3 separate regions of the Mus musculus genome follow, and regions 1 and 3 are each linked to region 2. The links are chromatin contacts, called in public HiChIP or PLAC-seq maps. All regions are on one chromosome and are shown on one strand. Each heading gives the region's core, a stretch centred on a gene start, on an enhancer-like site or on the middle of the called end of the contact. The rest is flanking DNA. Distances are from core to core; before and after follow the strand shown.

Region 1 (3,041 bases), core at 88-2,587, 300 kb after region 2:
AGCTGCTGTTAGTCAAAGTACTGAGTACCTTTTTATGTTTTTAGAATTTCCTAAACGGCTTAAAAGCAAAGATAATGGAAGAGGGCAATATATTTCCCTTTATTAACGTAGCTGCATTTCCAGAGATATTTCTTTTCAAATAGCTCATGAAAGGACTTGCTCAGGATTGTCATAGCAATAAAGAATCTCGAGCATGGATCCATCAGCTACCCTCTAGGTGTCCGGCCTTTGACTGATGCTATCACCTTCACAGGTCTGTGTTTCTTCTGGACAAAACAAAAGGCAGGGAGCCACTACCCTCCTCTGACAAGTGGAAGAAAACTCTGCAGAAAATCAGGGCTCTTACAGCGGGAAATGCCTGATGTCATATATTTTCCTTAATAAAGACTAAGCTGGCCGTCCACTAAACCAATCTGAGAATGTGACCTGTAACTCACAGTCTTAATTACAAAGAGGCAACGTGAATAGGTTCATTAATGTGGTGAAGGAGCAGCGACCCTACCTGCCAAGTGGCAAGGTGGGAATAATTAATCTGGTCAATTAAAAGGAAATAGATAATTTAAAATGCAAAGGCATCCATGTGGCGCAATGCATTCTGCTCTCTGGAATTCCAGATTCCTGCCATCAATTCTACTCTTCTTCGTAATTTCCTTCATCTTTTGCTTTTGAAAAATGTGTCAGGCCACACTTGAATCAAATAGAAAACTCCTTCTGTTCTTAAAATTATGACCCGTTTCTGTCTTGTATTCTAAAATATTTATCCATTCTAGCATGTATTCTAGAAATGCACCCCCCACCCCGGGACTACTGAGTCCCCAGCCACACCACAGCAGTGGTCTCCCCCCCCCCCCCCCATCTTGTAGGGCTATTATAGTTTACTTTCCCTTCAAGATTGTTTGCCTATTTTTTTCTGCGGAATTTTCATACTTTAAAATTGCTAGAGTCTGAGCCACCCTGTCTGGCTTATCTAATCCCATTTATGATCCTATAACCTTGAAACTTGCCACAACCTGGCGTGCCAACAGCAGATCCTAAATACATAGGGTGGTGTGTTTGCTTTGTGGAACAGGAAATTAGTCAAACGGTTACTTTTCCGCAAATGTTCATAATTCCTCGTGACATTTACAAGCCCAGGAGTAGTGCTTAGACGCAAAAACAATTTCAGAACACCTCAGGGAGAAGCGAGCGGTTATCAACAGCAAGGCCGCTGCACTTTAGTGTTCGTAAGCGTCCATCAAGGGCTTGGCTGCAGCGCCAAGGAGAATCCACAGGTGCCAACTCTGCCGCCAGCCAGCATGGGTTAATGCGACCTTGCTGTGTGAAGTCCAAAGAGAAAAGAATGTATCAGTGTCTTAATCCTTCTCAGCTGGTGCAAGCCCAGGCCCGGGGCAGACGTTTATACCACTGCCTTTGTGATCACAGTAAAGCTTAAAAAAAAAAAAAAAAAGGGAGCAACATCTGGGGTTTTCAGTCCGCTCAAAGGAAGGCTTTTTATGGTGAGAATCTGAGTTGTTCCAGTCGCTAAAGAAGGGAAATTCTCATCTAAAAGAACAACAAAAACCCAACTCAAACGCTTTGGTGGTAAAGTACAAGGCGATAAGGTCTCTGTTTCCTAGGTGTTAGACTTGGCAAGCCAGACAGCGCCAGGGTGGAGTGGAGATTGCGCTGGCCGAGCTCAGACTCAGTGGTGCAGATTGTCGGCTCTGCAGGAGGCCCGCAGCGGCCATATGTGCGGAGCTGAGTGAGATGGGATAAACAGCTGCTGCCAGGAGTCTGACGCCTGGCAAGCAGGCTGGCCCAAGCCCTCCTGTTTCCAAAATCAAAATCACCAGAGGGATTCCCCTTCCTGCAGTTCCAGCCAGTAGTTTTATAAAACCATAAAGCACCGCTGTATTGTGGTTTGTAATAATCCCTTACATTTGTAAAGCATTTTACAGTTTACTAAGCACTTTACAGACGTTATTTCATTTGAGCCTTCTAACGGCCCTGGAGAGCAGCAAGGCGCAGACACAGCGATTGGCTATCCAAAGATGGAGAAAGGGAGTCCCAGACAAGGATGCCACGAACTGGGTGTGTCACTTTGGCCATTGTCTCCTCACATCTGACCTGGAGCTGCCCATGGATATGCGCTCCACCACCCTCCCCCTACCGCCCCCTTTTGGGAACTTGGAGGTCCAGGAAGTGATCGCAGCTAAAGTTATTGTGTGACTCCATTTGTTTTTCTTTTGTGTAAGCATCAGAGGCTCTGCCCTGGGTCTTTCCTTTTAAGACAGCAGGGGAAGGAAGAAAGTTGGAAGGAGCTAGCAAGGAGTCAAGAGGCGCGGGGCATGCTGGGTGCAGGATCCTAAGTGCAAGGGACTTCAGAGCTGCTGGGTTCTCAAGTCAGCACCGCACTGCAAAGATCAGCAGAGATGACCTTCGCACAGAGGAAATGATTCACTGTCCCTTTGTTCTCCAAGGCTGTCACCAAAGCACACTGCAGAGAAACAGGCCCTTGACCTGGAAATCTCTGGGCTTGCTCTCATGTGTCACCAGACTTACTGAAAAACTCCACAGGGACATGTACTGAGATTCCCCCCTGACCGGTGAACAAACGGAGTGTGAACCCAAGCTTGTTCAAGCCTCTGAGATGGAAGAAGGCATGGTAGACTCTGCAGCTCTTAGCTGCCATGACCCTTCCTAAAGCAATCAGGGGGCGAGGAACGCTACACATTTTGGCTTTAGTGTCTTTACATCAATTGATGCCAGCACAAGACTTGTACCAGGCAAAGTTAAGTAGGCGTGAGGATTTTTTTCAAGGCTGTTGCAGTTGGTGAGAGGCCAGAACTCAGTCTGGATTCAACTCTGCTGAAGCGGGGATAGGATTTTTAAGCAGTGGGGTGAGAAGGAGATTGAGCCGTCTGTTTGTTAAGTGGCTTCAGCCAAAGGAAGCCACCTTCTCATGTCTTCTCAACAGATGGTAGTCCCACTATTTTGATGCCAGGAAAGTTGGGCTCCCCTCCCCACACCACAGAATAGGGTACGGGGTTCAGATGTAAGAA
Region 2 (3,195 bases), core at 408-2,907:
TGAATCCATTTCTCATCTTTCACTGGGAGAGACAGATAAATTGCAAAGGAGTTTGCTATGCAGAATGTTAAAATATGCAATTTGTTGCAGGAAAAGAAGGCTTGTCAATTGTGCTTTTTTTCTTACCCTCAATAACTTTATTTAAATGAGATCTGCAGATTTTTTTTTTCTTTTGAGACAGGGTCTCACTCTATAGCACTGGCTCCCTGAAACTCCACATAGCCAGCTAGAGAGGCATGGGCCTCTGCCTTCAGAGTAGCCTAGAGGTGACACATACCACGACTAGCAAATCTGTAGACTTTTAATTTACAGTTGTTATTGTGAGAAGGCTAGGCTAAGTCCACGACAGGCTTCAAATTAGCAGCTAAGGAGACGAGGTCTAAAAACCCAGGCTTCAGGCAGCTAATTAGAAACTGCCCCACCACCTGGCCTGAAACAAGGACAATGGGTCAGCAGTTCCCAGCCAGCCCCCACGCCCCAGTAATGGAATGTCCTTCGAGATAGCATAAGACACAGCCTACCACCCCCCACCCCAGATTCCTCAGCCAGTTTCCAGGCACCATACCCTAGTATGGTTCTGGAATACCTAGAGACAGAGTAAGACAAAGCCCACCTACCCCAGGATTCCACTAAGGTGCTTTAAATTGGTCCTGCGGGCTCACTTCAGGCTCTATCTTGGTAACGGGAGACCCCAGCATGCTGGACTTCTACAGAATAAAAACAGTGTTTGCGTTTACATACTATTAGAATCCGGGGTATCATTCTTCGTTACAGTGGGTGTTTCGAGACTACCTAATCCTATGTTTGCTTTTATTTGATTAAAAACCCAAATCGTTCCAAATCCCTTTGCTAAGCAAATAAACGATTCGACTTATTTCGTTCATATACTGCACACTAAAACTCGAAACTGATGACCACTTTAAATAAGAAACAAATCTCTAGCCAACAGGTAGAGGGCCTATATGGCCAGAAGCCTTTTGGAAACGTTGGAAATCGTTCCATTCTCTCAATTCTATACCCAAGTGGCTCTGCTTCTTCCTCCCAGACTGTCTTAATTTGTAAATGTGCAAGCTGCTAAGGTGAAAACCGCAGTAACTCAGCCGCGTTTTGCGGTCCGTGAGACGTGCCCCGACTGCGACTTGCAGTGTGGGTCTCCCAGGAAGGCGGCGCAGTCACATTTTTCCAAACCTGGGCTCTCGACATTTAGAAAGCCGCGAGGGAGGCGAAGATGGTCAACTGGCTTTCTTACAACCTTAAGTCTCAAGTCAGAAAAGCGTGACTTTCCATTTGGCTCTGGAATGGAGGTGAACTCGGAAATGGAGACCCGCAGGCGCGCGGGGGAGGGGCGAGAGGGGCCAGAAGAAAGGGAAAGGCCTTTCTCTAAGCTGACGCGCGGTCACGCGGCTTTCTCCCGACGTGGGCTCTCGCCATTGGTCGAGCTGCCGCTGACGTAAGCGTCGCTGCCGGGCGCGAACCGCGGCGAAGGCGGCGCTGCGTTGGAAGTTGGCGAGGCGCGCGCGCTCCCGCCGGCGGCCCAATCCCCGCTCTCCACCCTCGGCCCGCCAACGCGGTGGACCAGTCGCGCTCCGCTTTCTCATGACTCCGCCCCCAGTGGGCGGGCGGCGCGCGGATAGCACATCACGTGGTGACTGGCCCCGCCTCTTCCTCTCGGTCCCATATTGAACTCGAGTTGGAAGAGGCGAGTCCGGTCTCAAAATGGAGGTAAAACCGCCGCCCGGTCGCCCCCAGCCTGACTCCGGCCGTCGCCGCCGCCGCCGGGGGGAGGAGGTATTAGGGGGAGAGCGGGGGGTTGCTGGGTAGTTGCCGGCATGGGGGGGCTTTGGCTCGATGGGAGTGGGGAGGCCGGGGAGACCGGGACGATCGTCCCGCGCTTTGCGCTGAGGGCGGTGGGAGGGGGAGGGGAGCGGGCCGGGTGGCCTCCTCCGGGCCCTCCGTCGGCCTGGTCCTCTCGGTCGGCCGCACCGGCAGCCCTCGAAGACGCGGCGGGGCCGGGGAGTGGCTCGGCAGCCGGGCGAGGATGCCCTCGGGCTGCGCGGCCTGACTTAGCGAGGCCGCGGGCGGCATGGCGGGCCTCCGCGGGAGCGGTTGGGAGGAGGCGGTGGGGGAGGGGAGGAGCACATCCGGGCGAGCGAGCAGGCGGGCGGCGGCCGCATTGACATTGATCCGCCGCCGCCGCGTTACGAAATGGCGCAGTGGCCCGCAATGGCCGCCGCCTGGCTACGCCGCCAAGAAGGAGTGCGCGGGGATTGGAGGGGACGGCGGGAGGCGGCCCGGCGTTTCTGCCGCAGATGGCCTCCAGGCTCCGGGCGCGGTGCTTTCCGCTGGGGTGCTCCCGACGTGGATCTAGGCCTTGGCGGGCCTTCTGGGTGATGACAATCCGCGCAATACTCGGGCCGGATTTTCTCAGCGCTCATTTGGGGATACATTACTGAAAAGCTTGCTGCTTTAAGGTGCTTCCTAACCCGCTGCTTGTGCTCAAGTATTTGGAATGAGAGTATTTACAGCGTCCTGTGGTTGAAGTCTTAACCATTTCGGGGGTTTGAGTGTAGATGTGTTTACTTGGAGCTTAATATTTTTATTGATCTAATTTCTCATACTTCGGATTGGCCCGGATTTTGGTTTTCCTGGATTTTGGTTTTAGAGAACTGCGACCACACTAGAAAATACCACGATTACGAGAATTTTGTGTGTATAGAGATGCTTTTTGTGTATTGTCAAATTCATTTATGCGAGGCTTGAATAAAGGGGTTTTACGTGAATTTGGGTAGTTGGGTTTCTGGTATGTGGCTGTCTGCATATTGAATGTTCTAACTAATATTTCCAGAAGATGGAAGAAAGTGAGCCCCCTTTAAGGGCTTGTGTTGAATTGTCTTAATGCGTTCATTAAAAGCGGTTCACTCGAAAGTAAAATCTTCAAAAAGAAAACCACAGGCTAGATATTTTCTAAGTCTCTCAGTTACGGTTTTGTTTCTAATTCCTCTGGTCAGGCGGTATATGCTATACCTTGTAAATCCAAATTACACGCTTGTGAATGTAAGGATCGCATTCGAAATAACTTGAAACTATATGATGTAAGTGGGTATAACCAAGGTAAATTGATTACAGAAAGCTAAGTAGTGGAACCAGGTGTGAATGGTGCGTGCACACCTGTTACCCTAGTATTTGAAAGGCTAA
Region 3 (2,881 bases), core at 51-2,550, 400 kb after region 2:
CAGGGGCAGCTGTAATAGAGAGGGGGATGAGTGGGCAATGCCGTCCCTGGAGGAAAGAGAGACGAGCAATTTCAGAGCGCTGTGGTATTGGTGGCCTCGCTACCTATTGATCATTCACGGCACGCTCTCCAATACTTAAAAATTAAGGGTAAAATATGAAAATGCGAAGGTTCACTTATCAGAAAGGCTAAGGGTATAAATCAAGTTGTGCTCTAACTAAAGTCATACTTTTTTATTGTAGAGGCATTTTGCATTTTATATAGTAATTTGTCCCTTGCTAAAAGTCTCCTATGTGTGTGTGTGTTTTTAAATAGTCTTACAGATGACAAAAAGGTAGCCTGTGCTTTGCCACATAATAGCTGCGGCATTTAAGTTCTGTTGCTGAAATCATCCAAAAGGCTAAGATTAGAGTGTGAAAAGTTTAAGAGAAGGGTTTGTCTGCTGTCCATCCTGCTTCTCCCAGAATGCTTAGCACAAGACCTTGAACCCAGAAAAACATTCCATTATTGAAGAATGGAAGAGGACCAAAGGAAACGAATTTCCTCCTATGGCTTTTAAACAATGGTGCACTCATCGAAGGAATCTTATTCTAATCTCTAGACAGTCCTGTCAAAAGTCTCTTCTGACCTTCACTCTCAAATGGAGTCTTAACTGAGGTCACACTAGCAATAAGTGTTGCAAATCTCATCTTAACTTCACTGGATAGTAGCAGGGCCAATGGAAGGCTACAAGCTGGAAAATTGGGTGCAAGAGAATAACTTGGTTTGAGGAGACACTCTGTGCCATCTTCTTAGAGCTGGTAGAGTTGACCGCAGGACCAGAAGATACAAAAAAGGCCTGATGACAATGATGTATTATTTTCCTAATACCTGTGAAAGTTGTTCAGTCCCAGACAACTGACCTGAGATTTCAGACCATTCATTTCTGTTTTTGCAAGATTACGACATTGAAAGATGTGAAAGGTCTAACAGTTCCTCAGTTGTTACAGGCCTACATTTTGAGTGGCTGGATGTCAGGATATATTTCAGCTTTCTTAAGCTTATCTGGCAAGACGGTCAATGACCAGAAAGCTCAGTATCAACAGTCCAAGAGGGACGTCACAAAGTCAAAGGAAACATGGATGCAAAGGTTCGAGAGTGGCTTCTGGACCTGGGGAGCCCAGACCCAATTGCCACAACACCATATCGGTGGAGGAGTTTGCACAAGCCGCAAAATGGAGACAGAGCTATCTACAGAGCTATCTCTATTGTGTTCGAGGGCTTAGCAGAGTTAACAGTCACATTGCCATTTTCCTTGTCCCAGGGACTGGTATTTGCAAGAAAGAAAAGATAGAGAACAATGGGCTTCATCAGGAAAAGGCTTCTTTAAGTGACGCAGGAACCCTGACTCAGTCAGAAGAATGGCTGAGTGCCCCGGATAGGAAAAGCCCTGGGGAGAGGCAGGGTTGGAGTCTGATTTAAAAAAAAAATGTTCTCTACATGCTGTCTTTAGGCTTCTCTCTCTCCATTATCTCCCTCCCCCACTCCTTTCTATAGACTGGCCTTCTTGCTTCTCTCATCCACTTGGTATGTAGTCATCATAGCATCTCCCAATGGCAGCCCCAAGTTGGCAGGGGGCTGCAGCTCAGTTCTCTACAGCTAACCAATGCAATGCGTGAGCACGCTCAGCAGTATCTTCTTGGCTCAACTTTTAATAGGGATGAACTCTTGGTCTAATCTGCTGAGGGGCGGATGTTGAGAAGAACTCCCTGTTCAGTGCGATATACTGACTAGCTGCAGTGGTCAGTGGTACTCCGGGATGCTGTGTCTTGTGCCCATCTCTCTTCAAAAGGACACACAGGGACTTTATTCCTGGTTTACAGACACAATTCTAACTGGTTAGCTCTTCTTTTTGCATCACTGGTAACATGGTAGCTGGCTGGGAAGAGGGTCCTAGAGGGAAATTCACTGACAGAATATCGTTGGCATGGAAAAGAGGAATTTTTGAAAAAAAAAAAAAAGGAAATTTAAACAAACTTTAAGAACTGTCAAAAGGAGCACATGGTGTCCACAGTAACAGGCTTCAAGCCTTTGCCACCGCATCAAACCTATGTATTTAAAGGCTGTGTTTCACCATCTGCATCTGTAAAAGGCCACATTTATTTAAAAAAATCAAGAAACTCTATTGAGAAGGTATATTAAAATACATACAATTCATCCAGTTACTATTCAGTCTTCCAGTAAACATTTCCTGTGTGTTTATTATGCTCCTGTCAGCAATCAAAATGGAACAGGATACGTGCTTTTGAAAGGACATTACCAGGGCACCATGAAGGCAAGACACAATACCAAGGGCAGGGTGCATCGGCTAGACCCCTGGAAGTGGTGTGTGCAGAGAAGGGCACCGGAAAGAGAGGATCTGCTCTCTGAGAGCAAGTCCCTTCTGGGTAAGCCAGTGCTAAGCCAGAGAAATGAGCCGGGGTCTGATTTAAAGGAGTCGTAAGAGGCTAAACTAAGGAATATGAATATCTAAAACTCGTAGGAGGCCTGAGGATGAAGCAGGAGTTTGATATGAACACTTTTGTGTGCGAGAAAAGGGATTTGTCAGATTACCAAGAAGGCATGAGGAGAGCTGAGAGCCAAGGAAGCACAGGTTGCCCCAAGACTGCAGAAGAGGGGCTGGCTCTGATGAGAGGCTATCGAGGCTGCTAAATAACTCATCTGTTCCCTGGGATAGAGACTAAGAGAAAGAGGGACACAGACAAAGGGGAAGACTAACAACTGGAGGATCCGGGGTCTTCAAGTAGGAGGCTCTTCCCACAGTTGGTAGAAGCATCTAGAGATAAACACATGTGAATTAGGCTCTGAGCAATGCAGCCAGGGCTCGGGAGTGGGTGCGTGGA

The links. HiChIP or PLAC-seq counts read pairs in DNA pulled down with a chosen protein or histone mark.
Region 1: a contact with region 2 is called in an H3K4me3 HiChIP or PLAC-seq map of embryonic limb bud, with 4 times the contacts expected there. The contact joins the enhancer-like site here to the promoter of Hnrnpa3 in region 2. A contact is called at or near these places in 11 of 39 promoter capture datasets (the 3T3-L1 cell line, the HPC-7 cell line, cranial neural crest and 6 more), 3 of 484 Hi-C or Micro-C datasets (Sertoli cells and embryonic fibroblasts), 22 of 115 datasets of contacts at active chromatin or transcription factors (the HPC-7 cell line, bone marrow-derived macrophages, cardiomyocytes and 14 more) and 2 of 9 other capture datasets (liver and macrophages).
Region 3: a contact with region 2 is called in an H3K27ac HiChIP or PLAC-seq map of extraembryonic endoderm stem cells. The contact joins the enhancer-like site here to the promoter of Hnrnpa3 in region 2. A contact is called at or near these places in 3 of 39 promoter capture datasets (cranial neural crest, maxillary cranial neural crest and second pharyngeal arch cranial neural crest) and 11 of 115 datasets of contacts at active chromatin or transcription factors (bone marrow-derived macrophages, embryonic basal ganglia, embryonic forebrain and 8 more).

The regions. Positions count from the first base shown.
Region 1 is chr2:75,958,319-75,961,359 of GRCm38.p6, forward strand. No RefSeq gene overlaps it. Among named protein-coding and RNA genes, the nearest start is that of Ttc30a2, 18 kb to the right of the region's middle. Within about 2 kb of position 1,338, at least 108 of the 459 cell types and tissues checked have an H3K27ac peak or open chromatin away from gene starts, as enhancers often do. A contact at or near this core is called in bone marrow-derived macrophages, embryonic forebrain, embryonic limb bud and 4 more, where this site is marked.
Region 2 is chr2:75,657,602-75,660,796 of GRCm38.p6, forward strand. Hnrnpa3 (heterogeneous nuclear ribonucleoprotein A3) reads left to right here and starts at 1,658. Exons shown (of 11, transcript NM_053263.1): 1 at 1,658-1,722. The coding sequence starts at 1,717. It overlaps Gm39859 (predicted gene, 39859), which reads right to left and starts at 1,336. Exons shown (of 3, transcript NR_166143.1): 1 at 1,189-1,336; 2 at 618-707.
Region 3 is chr2:76,054,116-76,056,996 of GRCm38.p6, forward strand. The region is part of intron 13 of Pde11a (phosphodiesterase 11A); the gene reads right to left. Among named protein-coding and RNA genes, the nearest start is that of Gm52518, 19 kb to the left of the region's middle. Within about 2 kb of position 1,301, at least 5 of the 459 cell types and tissues checked have an H3K27ac peak or open chromatin away from gene starts, as enhancers often do. A contact at or near this core is called in extraembryonic endoderm stem cells, where this site is marked.